Linked DNA regions of Sus scrofa: region 2 is linked to region 1. Evidence: chromatin contacts called from public Hi-C data. All regions are on one chromosome and are shown on one strand. Each heading gives the region's core, a stretch centred on a gene start, on an enhancer-like site or on the middle of the called end of the contact. The rest is flanking DNA. Distances are from core to core; before and after follow the strand shown. Region 1 holds the start of CLMN (calmin (calponin-like, transmembrane)). Region 2 holds the start of SYNE3 (nesprin-3).

Region 1 (6,963 bases), core at 1,971-4,470:
AAAGGACTCTTCAAAGGGAACAGAATGAACAAAGGCCTGGAGGTGATGGGTGGGCGTGGCCACGACCTGCAGCAGTTTATTCTCACTTGAGCAAAAAGTGTAAAACCGGGAAGGATGGCAGTGGCACAGGGGTCAATCAGGGAGGGCCAGAGCTCAGAGCCCCTGAAGGGGCTCGATACTTAAGTTCAATGAATATTTAAGCACTTTAAAGGCCAGCCCAATGCCTGTGCTAGCTCAGTTTCTTACTCCCTTTTAAAAACCACCTAAAATTCTCTTTCCACTCTGATGCAGAAAGAAGATCTTTGGGCTGGCGATCCAACTTCTGGTAGATGGTTAGTGCTCCATCCACGGGGACCGAGGCCCCTCCCTGCCAGGGAGTTGTTACTGCCTAGGCTGTGGTCCCCAAAGACGCAGCATCCCAGTCACAGGAACAGATATCTTTGAATCATCGTCTCTGCAGCTAACATCCACACTCTTGTTTAAAGCCTTCTATTCCCTGAGATCTTTGTGTGTGTGTATCTTTTTGTCTTTTCTAGGGCCGCACCTGTAGCATATGGAAGTTCCCAGGCTAGGGGTCTAATCAGAGCTGTAGCTGCTGGCCTACGCCACAGCCATAGCAAAGCCAGATCCGAGCTGTGTCTGGGACCTACACCACAGCTCACTGCAATGCTGGATCCTTAACCCACTGAGCAAGGCCAGGGATCGAACCGGCAACCTCATGGTTCCTAGTAGGATTCATTAACCACTGAGCCACGATGGAAACTCCCTATTCCCTGAGATCTTGATGGAAAAGAAGGCTGATTCTCTGGGCTCTTTGCTTTGGAAAGAAAATGACTTTCACCCCATAACGATTATGAAAAATAAATTGAAGTGTAAAAACGGGAGCTGACTAGCAGATGGGGCAACATTAGGTGATGCCTGGCTTCTAGCAACCCTGCTTTGCAGGACACAGAAGCAGACCCTGCTCTCTGGAGTGTGAAATGACTGGGCGCTTTCAAATCAAATCAGTGAGAAGGCAGCACCAGCCTCAGCCTGGGGGGCACAAGTCAGGACACCCATGCCCCCACCCCCATGGAGACCTGCAGACGAGGAGAACTGGGGCAACTCCTGGAAAGGGCCTCAGAGGTTAAAAAAAGAGATTGTTGGTTTTCCGACTGATTGTAAAAATATGTGCTCATGGTGGGAAACTTGGCAAAAGGAGAACAAAGAGAAAGAAAAAGCAAGCTCGCACCCCGCACCCCGCACCCCGCAGGTAAATCCCATCCATCCTGTTCATAAACTTCCCCGAGGCAGTGAGAGCCCACAGGGCAGCCACACCCTGTCCCTGGCTGTGCCACAGGGCCGTCTCCACTGACCCCCCCCCCCAGCTGCTGTCCCAACGCTGATTCTTTCATCTTCCAGCCTCAGCTCCAAGGTCAGTCTTCAGAGACCTCCCCCATCCCTGTCCGCATCCCAGTTTCTTCCTTTTCTTTGTTTTTGTTTTTGTTTTTTAGGGCTGTACCTGTGGCATATGATGGAGGGTTCCCCCGGGCTAGGAGTCACATGGGAGCTGCAGCTGCCCGCCTACACCACAGCCACAAAAGATCTGAGCTGCCTCTGTGACCTACACCACAGCTCATGGCAATGCCTGACCCCTGACCCACGGAGCGAGGCCAGGGATCGAACCGGCATCCTCAAGGATACTAGTTGGATTCGTTTCCACCGTGTCACAACAGGAACTCCCCCCCTTTCCAGTTTCTTACCCCAAGGGGATTTTTCTCCTCGAACTCTCTTCTGTTTGTAACTGTCTTATGTCCTTGTTTGTGGGCTGTCCCCGGTGCCCAGGAATTTACCTGAGCCTAGACTCACTGTGCTTCAAGGGCACAGGGTCTGTCCACCAGTGGGGGCCCCACTGTTATCTGTTAACTAGGGAGCAGCCCATCTGGGTTTCTAGCATTTTAGTTCCATGAACATGGCAACGATCAACATGACCCACATGTACAGATGCTTACTGAGCCCTGCCTGTTTTTTTCTTTCTTAGAATATCTCACATATAAGCCATTTTCCTGCCTCTCTGTGTGTGTGTGTGTGTGTGTGTGTGTGTGTGTGTGTGTGTTGGCCGGAAAGGGTCAGAGTACTGAGCTGGGGGCTGGGACCTCATGGCCCTAACTCATTCCTCAGCCTTGGGCACATTCCAGAACTCCAAAGCCTCCCTTTTCCCGTGTTTGAAAAACCAAGCAAGAACTCTGCCTAAGGTTTGAGTCGTGGGCCCCACACAAGATCCTGGAACTCTCAAGAGTCAAAAGAAACAATAAACATACACACACACACACACAACCTGAAAGGCCCATACTCATCTTTCACTTCCAGTAAAGCCCAGAGAGGGTCACTTGGAGTTTCGGGGGCCCAGCTGACTCCCTCAGGGTGTCAGCTGCTTTTTCTCTCCTCCCCAGAACTGGGGGTCATCTCTGGACTGGGTCCCCGCCAAACAGGTTCCCAATATCCAAACCCAGGAAAGAAATCTTTCTTGCCATGGGCCCCCAATCTGGAGACAGATAAGAGAAAGCCCCCGACTCCACACATATTAGCTCCCTACCCAGGCCCTCTCCCTTAGGTGTCCCTGGGACTGAAGGACACCGCGGGCCCCTCTCCCTCCGCAGCGGGGTGCCTTCCCCCAGCTGTGCGAACTGTGCGGGGAGAGAGGACCTGGCGTAGAGGGTGTGGTGTGTCTGTCCCATCTGGGACGGGGAGGGGGGCACGGAAGCGCTGGGAGTAAAGGCTGGGAGAGGGCCGGTCCTCTGGGACCAGGTACGGGGACCCGCGGGCTCAGCCCGGGTTGCGTCACCCGGCCCACCGCCCCCTGAGACATCACAATCTGGGACCTCGCGCCTCATCACCCACCCGCTTGCAACCAAACAATCCAAGCAACAAACACCCCGGAAAAAAAAAAAAAGAAAGCAAAGAAACCGGCCGGAGCCCAGCCTCCCGCCCCGCCCCGCCCCTCCCCTCCCCTCGCCCCCGGGGCCCCCGCCCCCGGATGGGGGAGTGAGCGCGAGCCGGGCGCCCCGCACCCGCCGCCCCGCGCTCTCCCGCTGCCCGCCCGCGGCGGGGGCGGCCCGACCGCGCGCCCGCCCCGCCCGCGCCCCGCCCGCGCCCGCGCTGCTCCGGCTCCGCGGCGCCCTCGCCGGGTGCGTGCCGCTCGCACGCCCGCCCGCCCGGCTCTCCGCGCCCGCCGCCCGCGCCCGGCCCCGGCGCTCCGGCCCTCCCGCCCGCGCTTCATGGCTGCGCCCGAATGGGACTGGTTCCAGCGCGAGGAGCTCATCGGACAGATCAGCGACATCCGCGTCCAGAACCTGCAAGGTAAGGCGCCCCAGCCTCCCGGGAGAGGAGCGCGGCTTGGGGGCGCCCGGGGGTCCCCCCGAGGGCCGCTCCCCCTCCCCCACCGGGCAGCTCCGACCCGCGCCGCCCACTGCCCGGTCCTGACCCCGTCCTGTCACTTACACGGGGAAGGGGGGGTCGAGACACCCGCCTCCAAACCCCGGCGTTGCCGCCCCGGCCGGAGGAACAGTGGCCCAGGGGGTGGGGCGCACGTGTGTGTGTCTGTGTGTGTGTGTGTTTTGTGGGGGAGGTGAGGGGCGTCCCATTTGCCCCGGGGGGAGGGATCGTCCCGACTCCCCCTCCAGCCACAGCTGCAAGTTTGGAGAAGTTTGTATTTGGACTCTTGGGGGCGGTGGCCCAGGTCAGGGAGGAGAAAGTGCGATTGCGTGTGTGTGTGTGTGTGTGTGTGTGTGTGTGTGTGTGTTCGCACACTTCCTAAGTACCCCCGGGGGCCAGGGGAATTGAATGGGGGGCGGCGCCTCGGTGCGGACAGGGTCAGAGGTGCGGCTTGGGGCGGGGGCGGGTGCCAGGCGGCCACTTTGTTCTGGGAGCTACCCCTGCCCCGGCCCGGGGCTCCCGGGGGCTGGGGGGCGGGGAGGGCGATAGCCCCGCCCGCCTGGCGCCGATCTGGGACCTAAGTCTACCTTGAGTCAAGGTGAAAGAGAAACTTGGGAGCCAGCACGTCTGGCAAGGGCTGAGGGGGCTCCCACCACTGATGAAGTGCATTCACCTTTCCGAAGAGTTCGTTCATTGTGGAAACTGAGCAAGCACAAAAGTAAAGGAGAAAATTCACCCGCAATCTCCCCATAACCCATGCACCTACCCACCCAAAGAAAGCTACTTTTCGTGGCTGTGTACTTCCAGCCTCTCTCTTTTCATCTGCGGGCAGAAGTGCACAGAGTCCACCTCCGCCCTCTCTTCACCCACAGAGACTGGCAGGGACATTTCTTCAGCTGCTTCCCCTGCAGGCTTGGGTTTCTAGAGGTTCAAGGTGGGGGGTGGGCAGCTTAGAGAGAGCTGGGAGGCCTGGACAGAGAGGTGATGGGGCTGTAGGGTCCCCCCTTTCTTCCCAAGCAGGTGCCGTGGCTTCACTGCTGAAGGGCAGCGGGCCCCAGGGGGCAGGGGGCAGTCTTGGGGGATGACCAGGCAGTCCAGTCTAAACTTTACGCCTGATAAAATGTTTCCTGGGAGTCCACATGGCCAGCTCCACCCCTAGGTTGGGCAAGGACAGCGCAGGCAGAGGTGGCATGCGGTGGGGAGGAGGGGAGCCCAGTGCCCTGGACACGAGAAACGGAGCTTGCGCTGGGCTTACCTGAACTTTTCTGCTGTGATTTGTGTAAAAAGAAAGGATTGAGCTGGCAATGTTGAAAATGGTCTTTTTGAACTAAGTCTGGAGCCTGGGTCCTATTGCCAGCGAACTGACATCCTCTTTGGGGGGGGGGCGTTAGTATCTTTGCTGAGATGGCATCTGGTTTGGGTTGTCAGGGTGTGTGTATGTGTGTGTGTGTTTATTGTAGGCAACCATGGATGTTTAAGAAGCACACACGCACCAATTCTTGGTGCAACAATTTCCTGCACCCCTCAACTCTCAGCGTAAAGATCATCAACTTTTGCGAAGGGCTCCTCAACAATATGAGCAGTTAGTTACACCTGGCACAGTGAGAGACGCCTTCACCAAACAGGGACAATTTGAAATGGGCCTTGAGGGTTGGGTAGAAGTTCACAGAGTGGGCGCTCCCTCAGCTCCCAGTGAACTGTCCTCAATTTTAGGCCATTGCCAATTACAATTTGAGCATTAGTGCGCTTTGCCAATGAAACGATACTTTTAACTTTGTGTATATTATTTATGATTATGTGTATGTATATAAAATGTACAAACCCAGTATATTTGTACATAATGGATACACCTGTGTAACCACCACCTAGTACCCACTTTGGATGCCCTGCCTCCTTTCCCACTCACCCCCTTGCAACAAGGCAGCTACTCTTTTTATCTCTATTGCTACATTTTGCCTCTAGAAGTCATAAAATTAAATAGGTATAAGAGTATGTTTACTCTTTGGAACTGACTTTTTTTTTGCTCCACATCCTATTGGCACGAGTCACCCGTGTTCTTGCTTGTGTCAGTAGTTCTTTTTGTTTGTTTGTTTTGCTAAAACCACTTTATTGACATATATTTACATATCATAAAGTTCACCTGTTTTAAGTTTATGACTCAGTCTCTTTTCGTCAATCTGGGGAGTTGGGCCAGCATCCCGACAACGCGGTTGGGCATGCTTTCGCTACCTGGTAAAGCTCCCTAGTCCCCGGCATCTGTGTGGGTCTTGGCTCCCAGCCCTGGATCCAGGCAGTCGGTAGTTCCTTGTTTTCGCCCAGGACTCTGCCATCGTATGGATACACGCAGTTTGTTGATCTGATCTTCAGTGAGGGCCATTGGGTTGTCTGCAGTCCAGGGCTGTTGCAAGTGTTTGGAGCTGTTAGTCCTGGCTTGGGGGAGAGGCGGTGGGGGGGTGTGTGTGCACTGTGGACTTGTTGGTTGGTGGCTGTACTGCTGGGCCCAGCATCACTGAGAAGAAGCTGGGAGATGGGAGAGGAGGTGGGGACAGGAATCCGGCTCGTCTCTGCATCTTTCCCTCGGCATCCCTGTCTCCAGGGCTGCCCCATAGACATTTTTCCTGCCTTGTCTCTGTGGGACTCAGGAAGTCCAAGCCAAGGGCCGGGTCCGGAAGGCAGCCTTTGCTTCTATTAGAGCATCTGCCTGAACGAGCTGGTGGGTGTCAGCCAGCCCTGGATGCGTCTGGATGACACGCAAGCGGGGGGCCTCATTCATCTGACCTCCACACAGGGGTAGTCAAGGGAGGCAGGAGTCCAGGCAGAGGGGTTGTTTTCCAAGCTCTGTACTTCCATCAGCACCGGGAGGAGCAGTTGTCGTGGTGATGGGACGCCGGGTACAGTGGGATTTCACAAATCTGCCATCACAGGGACAGACGAGGACACCCAGCCTCCATCAAGCTTTTGTCTGTGGCCCTGAGCTGTGGAATTCTGGAATCCATGCAAATGTAATTGTGATGTCACCATCAAATTAACTGTGATGTCTCCAGGCCGAACCCTGGGGAATGTTGGAATGCAGATTTCCTGACCTGTCCCTGGAGGTCGGGACGAGCTGGGCAGAAAGCACAGCCTCGCTCAGGGGAGGCTGTGACAACTCCCTGTACCTGACACATGGATGCACCAAGTCCTCTAGCTACGCTCATAAAAAGGCTTGTAAATGAAGGACTCTGGCGGAGAGCATGGCTGTCCCTCTGGGCAAAGCTGCCTCTGCCACCCTCACAGGGTCCTTTTGGCAAGGAAACGGGGGCGGCCCAAGCTGCTGACCTTTGCGGAGAGCAGTTGGAATTGCAGGATGTTGGCAGCTGCCACCTGGTGGCCTCTGCATCCTTGGAGCTGCATGGGCTAGAGTTGAGGCTGGAGGCGGCTGGTTAAGGTCTGTGCCCTAGTGCTCTGCCAGCCTGTGGGCAGCAAGGGCGCCGGTGCCCTTCCGATGACAAGACTGCTTTGGCCGCCCCCTCTCCCTCTTGGATGTGACCTCAGGGTCCAGCCAAACAC
Region 2 (7,914 bases), core at 817-3,316, 180 kb before region 1:
CTCACTGCAGAAGACTGACTTGAGAGCCTCCAGCCTCTCAGGAGACAGGCCAGCAGGTGTGACGCTCCTGCAAGTCACCTGACCTGCAAGCCACCTGACCTGTTGCTGCTTTAATTTCCGGTCATAAGAGAACTCAAACTGTTGTTAACTACCTGGAGCATCGCTGCAGAGATTTAAGAGGAGATACTCAGGCAGACATTTGGAGAAGCAAAGTGCATTCTCCAAATGCCCGGAATTATCGTCATTGTTGATGGCTGTCCGTACGTACCCTCAGCTAAACGGTTGTAACCCCAAAGCCTGCAGCAGTACCCCTGCTAGAGTCAGGATGATAATGAGAAATATAACTGGACACCTAGAACAATCCAAAGGCAAGGATGAAAGAGGCCCTTTTGTGTATCACCTCTGCATCTGTGAATAATTATAACTTACTAAATTGGTTCAAGTTAGGAGGTGTGGCTGACACTGAGCTCTTTAACCCAGGCTAGGTCTACCCACAGTGTTAATTCTAAGCTTTGGTATCCTTCTACCTTGCTCCCAGTATGGAAAACACACACACACACACACACACACACACACACACAGACAATTACTACGTGGTCCTATTTTACAATTTAATATCTCATTTTTTTTTTTTTGGTCTCTTTTTTTTTAAGGGCCGCACCTGCTGCATAGGGAAGTTCCCAGGCTAGGGGGCTGAATATGAATCGGAGCTATGGCTGCCAGTTTACACCACAGCCACAGCAATGCGAGATCGGAGCTGAGTCTGCCGCCCACACCACAGTTCATGCAATGAGCAAGGCCAGGGCCATCCTCTTGGATACTAGCCAGATTCGTTTCCACTGCGCCACAACAGGCACTCCTAATTTAATCTCTCTTTGGACACTAATTTCTATGCTGATTTATTCATCAAACTGCCAGCCTCACTAAGGAACCAAAGAGGAAAGCACCCTCCGGGTTGCTGGAGATTTGGAGCAGCTACTTCACTCCTTATCTGCAAAATGGGCGTAACCACAGCTAAATTGTGAAGAGCGGAGTCCACGTGGTACAGAGTTCTGCAAGTTGTAGCCTTCGTGAGGCTCCCAGCCCCATCCAAAGGAGGCGGAACCGATCATGCAAACCTGTAATTACGCGGGCAAAGCTCAGCGCTGTGGTGGCGGGTAGTCCAAGGCCTGAATGGGCTGGGAGGACAAAGGCAGAGGCAGCTCACATTTAAATTTTCAGCTGTAAGGTTAAAGAGTTGGTGGAATCCCCCGATCAGGGGTTGAGGACGCGTGGGAGGAAGTGTCCGCTGGGGGGCGGGGTGCGCGGGGACGAGGAGGGCAGGCACATTCTTGGCCCTTGGGTTGGTGGGCGGTTGATTATAGGTGGGATCCACATTCCTCGTGACTCACCCTCCGCCCCCATGTCCTCCGCTTGGCATCCTGGGGATCTCCCATCCGAGCCTGGGGCCTGAAGATGCCTTGCGTGGTGGCTCCGGGGACTGTGGGGTGGGAGGGGCCGGATGGGGCGCCTCCACTCTCAGGCTGGCTGATAGGTGTCACTTCCTCCTTGGATTTCGCGCCTCCGGGAAGGGTGCCCCTTCTTTTGTCCCCACTTGGGCTCTGAGAGGGCAAGACCCTCCAGGCCCCTAGCCCCCTCCCCAAGGCGGGACACACAGAGGAACTCCCCAGATCCAACTTCCCCCTGAGTAGAGGCAGCTCCGTGCCATCCCCGAGGATGAGACCCGGGCCGAGGCAGGCGCGGGGGGGGTGCCGAGGCTCGGGGAAGCTACTGAGCGGAGAGGGCAGTTGTGGGCCCGGGGCCAGGGGTGACAGGGGTGAGGGTGCGGAGCCCCCACGACAGCGCTCCCCCCCTGCCCCGGGGGAGGGGGTCCGCGATGGGGTGCCCACCGGGCTGAGGCCGGGCTCCTCGGCCCTTTGCCAAGAGGGCAGAGCCAGGATCGTCCTTCTCCCACCCGCCGAGGTGGCGGGGCCCGGGGCGGCTCCCGCGGCGGGTCCGGAGGGGACTGGGCGGGGCGGGGGCGAGTGTCCGGGCCCCGCCCCGGCCCCGCCCCGCTCCGGAGCCGCCCGGGACGCAGGGAGGAGGAGGGCGGCTCGGCCAGCACTGCCCGCGGCGCCGCGCTCCCGCACGCTCCCGGCCGGGTAAGTGGCTCGGGGCTGGGTGCCGGGGCTGGGTGGCCGGGCCGGGGGCTGGGAGGGTCGGGTCCTCAGTCCCCCGCCCAGCCCTGGCACGTCCCCTGGGGATCGGAGTCGCCGAAAGTCAAGGGGACCTGGGGAGGCGCGCCGGGGGCGGGGGCCCTGGAGTGACAGCTGCGGGCGGGCGGGTATTTTTAGTTTAAACCCAACAGTTCCTTGCAGTGTGCAAAATCCCCGAGCCTTTCCGCTCCCCAGCCCGGCGGGTACAGTCCCCAAGAAAAAGCCCATAAGCCCCGGGCAGCGCGTCCCTAACGGGCACCGCCTCGAGTCTTCGCTCTGCCTCCTCTTGGGACGAGCGGACCAGTCATGCGGGCTAGCGCCGCCGCGTGTCCCCGGCTGGGGCAGTAAACACCGGCAGGAGTACCCCCTCCCGGCGACCACGAGCTTGCTCCGTAGTGCCTGAGGGCTCAGAGCTCTCTGTAGGAAGAGGAAGTCGCATCCGCAGGCAGCGTCAGTTTCATTTAGAACCCGTCTCTGGCTGTGCAGCCTTGGGCAAGCTTCTCGCCCTCTCTGAGCCTCATCCACGTCTCTAAAGGTCGTGGTGGTGAGGCCGAAAATCTCCTGCGGGGCCTGAGGGGGCCCCATATGGATGCTGACTCCCCTTACAAACTTCAGAACTTGGCTGCAAACAGTGGACCTGGTGGACCTGGCCGTTGGTCAACCCAGGAGCAGTGAGTGCTCTCAAAACCCACTGACCTCCGCTTCAGGGCTCTTAAGACAGGGGACTCCACTGGGCTGGGTGATAACGAATGTTACGATTTTACTACTTTGGCCCTGAAGCTCTGGCCCAAGGCTGCCCTGGGCCCTCTCCCAGCTTCCTCATGGCACTAGTGAAGGATACAGCCAAGGGCTGCCAGTCGGGGAGCCTGATGCGTCCAGCGGGCATCCCTCATCTCACATGAACGAGGGAAAGAGGGGACAGTGGGGAGAAGGGAGCATGTCGCAAAATCGCTGCCCTTCTGAGCTTGACAGGACAGCCTCCTTCATCCGCAGCAGCGGGGAAACAGGTCCAGAGAGAGGGAGTGTTTTGCCCAGAGCCACACAGCCAAGAACTGAACTTGACTCCTGAAGGGTCCAGCCGTGCCTCCTGCTCCGCTGGGACTGCCAACCGCTATCAGGGGTCAGGAGCGGGGAGGCAGAGGGCTGTGCCTACAGGCTGTTTTGCACTGTTTCCTGAAACTGTGCCCCAGCGGGCCCTCGGACACGTGTGGGTCTGCACATTCCGCAGGCGGGACCGCGCTGGGGCAGACGCCACAGCTGTGCCAAGCCTGCTGGCCCCGGGGCGTCCTTTATGGCTGAGAGGCCCCTCAGAGGGCAGCTGGAGTGGGTGTGGGCCAGGGAGGCTTATTTTAGGAACTCATTCCTCTCTTGCTAGGGGTCCTGGGGAGGGGACTTGAGGATTTGCTGGTGGCTCAGGTTTCTGCCCCAGGATGCGCGCTGGCCTCTACCCCTGAGGCACTCTTCAGGGGGAAGTTGCAGTTCCCTTCTGTCTCCATGGGAACCAACCACATTCTCCTGCAGCCTCCGACATGTCCTGCCTGGGTGGCCACTCTGCCTTGTGATGGGGTAGGGCTGTTGGGGGACCTTGGCTTGATGGTGGGGTGACCTCCATTCTGGGGAGGCTGGAGTGGGCAGTTCCAGCACAACCTCCAAAGCACCCTGGAGCCCCCGGGAGTCCAGCAGGCATGGGGCCCTCCAGTGTTGCTCAGCCGTTAGAGATGGGGGTGGCCAGGTCAGACCAGCCGTGCCATACAGCCTTTTCCCAGCTGTGAGACCAAGGAAAAGTCACTTCGCCTTTCAGAGCTTCAGTTTCCTTCCCCCGGAAAGGCGATGACCCTAGGACTTGCCCTGAGAATGACGTGGGACGGCCCATGAACCGCACTCTGTGTGGTGTCAGGCTCCGCATGTGGGAGCAGCTGTCACAGTTTGGGGTGACGGGGTCTGGTTGGGACACCTGAGTGTCCTCCCTCTCAGTTCCGCCTCCCCGCCCCCAGCCTTGATGTCCCCATGCCTGTCAAGTGGTGGGTGGCTTTGCATCCTCTCGCTCTGGGCTCTTTCTGGGACTGAAGGCTGGTCCTTGACCCCAGGGGAGAGATTTTTGAGAGGGGCCTGCGGTGGAGCATCCCCTGTCTCTCACCTCCTAGGTGACCTTAGGCAAGGCTGCCACTGTCGGCCTGGGTACAATGGAGGAGAGCAATTCAGAGGCCGGGAGTCGTGGAGTTAGGACATGGACCCACGGCATTTGACAATGCTCTTCATGCCTCTACAGAGCCTCTCAGACGACTCAGGGACCGCGTTATATGTTAATTATCAGGAGAACGGTACTGGTGAGGCAGGACCCAGTCATCATTAGATGTCGGCATTGGCTGGAAGAAGTGGAGTCCAAGCATATTTTCCCCCTTTAACATCTAAAAGTAGCCCAACTGTGTCACCAGGAGAGGAACCTGGGAGTCGGGGACGTGCCCACCCCTTAAGAAATCTTGGCTTCAGGACTTAGGGATGGGGGACCTGACGTTGGGTCCTTAGTGGGTTAAGGACCCGACGTTGCTACAAGCTGTGGCATAGGTTGCACACGCGGCTCGGATCCGGGATTGCTGAGGTGTAGGCTGGTAGCTGCAGCTCCAATGCGACCCCTAGTTCGGGAACTTCCATATGCCGTGGGTGTGGCTGTAAAAAGAAAAAAGAAAGAAAGTCTTAGAGATGAAACCTCTGGGAATGAGCAGCTAGGAAGCTGAAGCCCCGACTTTGTCATCTCTAAAACAGAGTTTAGAGGCCCCGCACCTCCCTGGAGGGTTGCTGTGACTGATCGAGGGACAGTGCTCAGCAGAACACCCAGCATGGGGCGGGGCCACACCAGAAAGAGGCGCCAGCATGGTTTTTCTCATTACCAGTCCTCCTAGTGTAATTGTGACAATGTAGTGTGGCCTGCACCACCTCTTGCCTGGATTTCTAGGCTCCAGATTTGGCAAAGGGAATCCCACCTTCCCTGAAATACTTTGAAAGACTCAGGGGGAAGGCAGAGAGCCGCTCAGGAAATGAGGAAGCTCAAAAACACAAGCGCAGGAACAGCGCGTTGTTTAGTGATATGCACCTGAGATATAAAATGATGGCAAAAAGCAAGAAGGTGATTACCTTACGTAAAAGTCCAGTATCATCTCAGGTTTTGGGGAGAGGAGATTGGGATTCAGAGGGTCATGGCTGGGGTTGGGGGATGGGGAGGGGGGCGGCGCTGCAAGGGAGGTCACCTTGTAAATTGCAAGTACAGGTATGTTTCATGCACACCTCCAGACATAGATCCTGGTTCACAAATTTGAGCAGGTTTAAAAAAAAAAAAAAAACCAAGGGAACGATAATGCAAAATCAGGGTGGTTATCTTTGCTAAGTGAGAGGGTATAGGATCAGCCTGCTGCACTCTCTGTGGGGTCATAGGCTCCATGGGCATCATTTAAAAAGAGTTTTTAGTTCCCACTGTGGCGTAATGGGATCAGTGGCACCTCTGCAGCGCCAGGATGCAGGTTCTATCCCCGCCTGGCATGGTGCTTTAAAGGATCCAGCATTGGAGCTCCCATTGTGACTCAGTAGGTTAAGAACCCAACATAGTGTCTCTGAGGATGCGGATTTGATCCCTGGCCTCACTCCGTGGGTTTAGGATCCAGGGTTGCCACAGCTGCTGTGTAGGTTATAGTCGTGGCTTCCATCTGATCCCTCACCTGGGAACTCCATATACCTTGGGGCGGCCAAAAAAGAAAAAAAAAAAATTGGTGTTTTTTGGCCTCTCCCGTGGCATGTGAAAGTCGTCAGGCCAGGGATCAAACCTGCGCCACAGCAGTGAAATGACAACACTGGATGCTGAACTCGCTGAGCCACCAGGGAACTCCTAAGATACTTTTATACTTCATTTCTTACAAATAAGAAATACGTATATGTCCAATGTATATAACACATAAATATAATATGTATAATGTAATACAATGTGCATCCCATCATATGGACACATTAACTCTGACGTACTAATACAATTGGAAGATCATACAGAGCATGCTCACAAAGCTCTCTTAGAAAATCACACTCTTCCCACAGATTCAAATGCTAATCTGGCTGGATTTAAAAAATAAAACAAACGCAAATCCTGTTGTATAACAGACACGTGGTTTCTCATTCAAGAGAAGTCTTCTCCCTCTTCTGAAGTCATACAATGAGAAAATGACTTTCACACGCTACCATCTCAGATTACCAACAGGATTTTTTAAAGTCCTGGCCTCATGATTTATGCTTCTGAATCAGAGAATATGGACCTGTCTGAGCTGGGAGGAATCCCAGGTCCCCTGGACCAATCCTGTGGTTTTACAGCCGAGGAAACATGACGTGCAGAGTTAGAGAAAACTGTCTGCCCTGTGCCGCCACACCTGTGTGACTCTGAGGACACCGCCCACCACACCTGTGCTACTACAATTGCAAGGGCCGGGCTCCCTCTTCCTCGGAACAGGCGGGGAAGTGTGGTACCCCGAGACTAAATGGAATCATTTTAATTTTTTAAAAATATCAGAAGAGGGAGTTCCCTGGTGGTGCAGGGAGGTGAGGATCTGGGTTGTCACTGCTGTGGCTCTGGTTACAGCTGTGGCATGGGTTTGATCCCCACCCGGAACTTCCTCATGGGTGGGTGTGGCCAAAATGAAAAAAAAAAAAAAAAAGGAGAAGGGAACTACAACATGCCAGGACCACGCACTTCCAGAACTTGCATGATGGAAACATCATCAAAGGAGATAGACAAGCAGTACCTAGACCCTCCCTTCCTCCTGGAAGCCCTCCTGGGTCTCCTCTGACTCCTCCTCCTCCGCAGGGCATGCTCGATAGATTTATAAGTTAGCAAAGCAAGCTAGTGTCATGGATGCGGTGCTCCCCATTTCATTTTTAGATGGGGCAACAGGTTCATAGGGGTTAACCATCTCGCCCCAAATCCCATGGCACGTAAGTGGTGGGGCAGGAGTTTCACCCAGAGGGAGAACTGAGAGACGACAACTGTCTTAAGTGTGCGGTGTGTGGGCACAGCCTTCCTCCCCAGAAACCAAGCCCGTGGTGGCCCAGCCTGGTGGGCTTTCACATCCTGGAAGCTCTGAATGCTGAAGGCTCTAAGCGCCAGGCTTCCCCCCTCTCCACGGGGCTTGCTTTGTTGGTGACAAGGACTGCAGGGCACTGAGAATGGGGGTAAGCCCAGCACATTTTTGGCCCTGGTGCCTGCAGGGCTCACTCTGACTCCTGGCCACCTTCCCTTTGCCCAAATCAAAGGTGTCCTATCCTCTGCAAAGCTGTCTTCCCATCCAACAGGACCCAAAGGGTGGGTGTCCCAGGACTGTCACTTTAGGCGGTGGTTTTCTCAGGCTCGGTGGGCACGGAGGGAGGGAGCCATTGTGCCCCTGTGCACATGCTCAGTTGGGCGTTGGGGCCCTGGGGCCAGGGGCAGCCCTGCTCTGTGGCCTGGGGTCAGAGGCAGCACTGTGAACCCGCTTCATTTGTCTGATGGGGCTGGTGATACCTCCCCATAGGGCTGAGCTGATGGGTGGACCCAGTGAGAGAGAATTTTACACAAGTAAGGGAGCCTTCAGGGACTAGGAAACAGGCCCTTGCTGTATGTGCCTGGAGAGATGGTGTGTTCAATGTTCAAGAGTTCGGGAGTTCCCCTCGTGGCTCTGTAGGTTAAGAACCCCAACTAGTATCCATG

Evidence for each region. Hi-C and Micro-C count contacts between places; a contact is called where the count stands out from the background.
Region 2: a Hi-C map of liver shows a contact between it and region 1, with 2.1 times the contacts expected there. The contact joins the promoter of SYNE3 here to the promoter of CLMN in region 1. A contact is called at or near these places in 1 of 5 promoter capture datasets (liver) and 5 of 47 Hi-C or Micro-C datasets (embryonic fibroblasts, epiblast stem cells, liver and 1 more).

What each region holds. Positions count from the first base shown.
Region 1 is chr7:116,586,438-116,593,400 of Sscrofa11.1, reverse strand. It overlaps CLMN (calmin (calponin-like, transmembrane)), which reads left to right and starts at 3,220. Exons shown (of 15, transcript NM_001243882.1): 1 at 3,220-3,339. The coding sequence starts at 3,258. It overlaps LOC102159358 (a long non-coding RNA gene), which reads right to left. Exons shown (of 3, transcript XR_002346038.1): 3 at 5,508-6,963. It overlaps LOC102159451 (a long non-coding RNA gene), which reads left to right. Exons shown (of 2, transcript XR_002346200.1): 2 at 292-500.
Region 2 is chr7:116,764,457-116,772,370 of Sscrofa11.1, reverse strand. It overlaps SYNE3 (nesprin-3), which reads left to right and starts at 2,066. Exons shown (of 20, transcript XM_003128709.4): 1 at 2,066-2,141. It overlaps LOC110261759 (collagen alpha-1(I) chain-like), which reads right to left and starts at 2,780. Exons shown (of 2, transcript XM_021100087.1): 1 at 1,392-2,780; 2 at 762-1,178. The coding sequence starts at 2,780. The coding sequence ends at 1,140.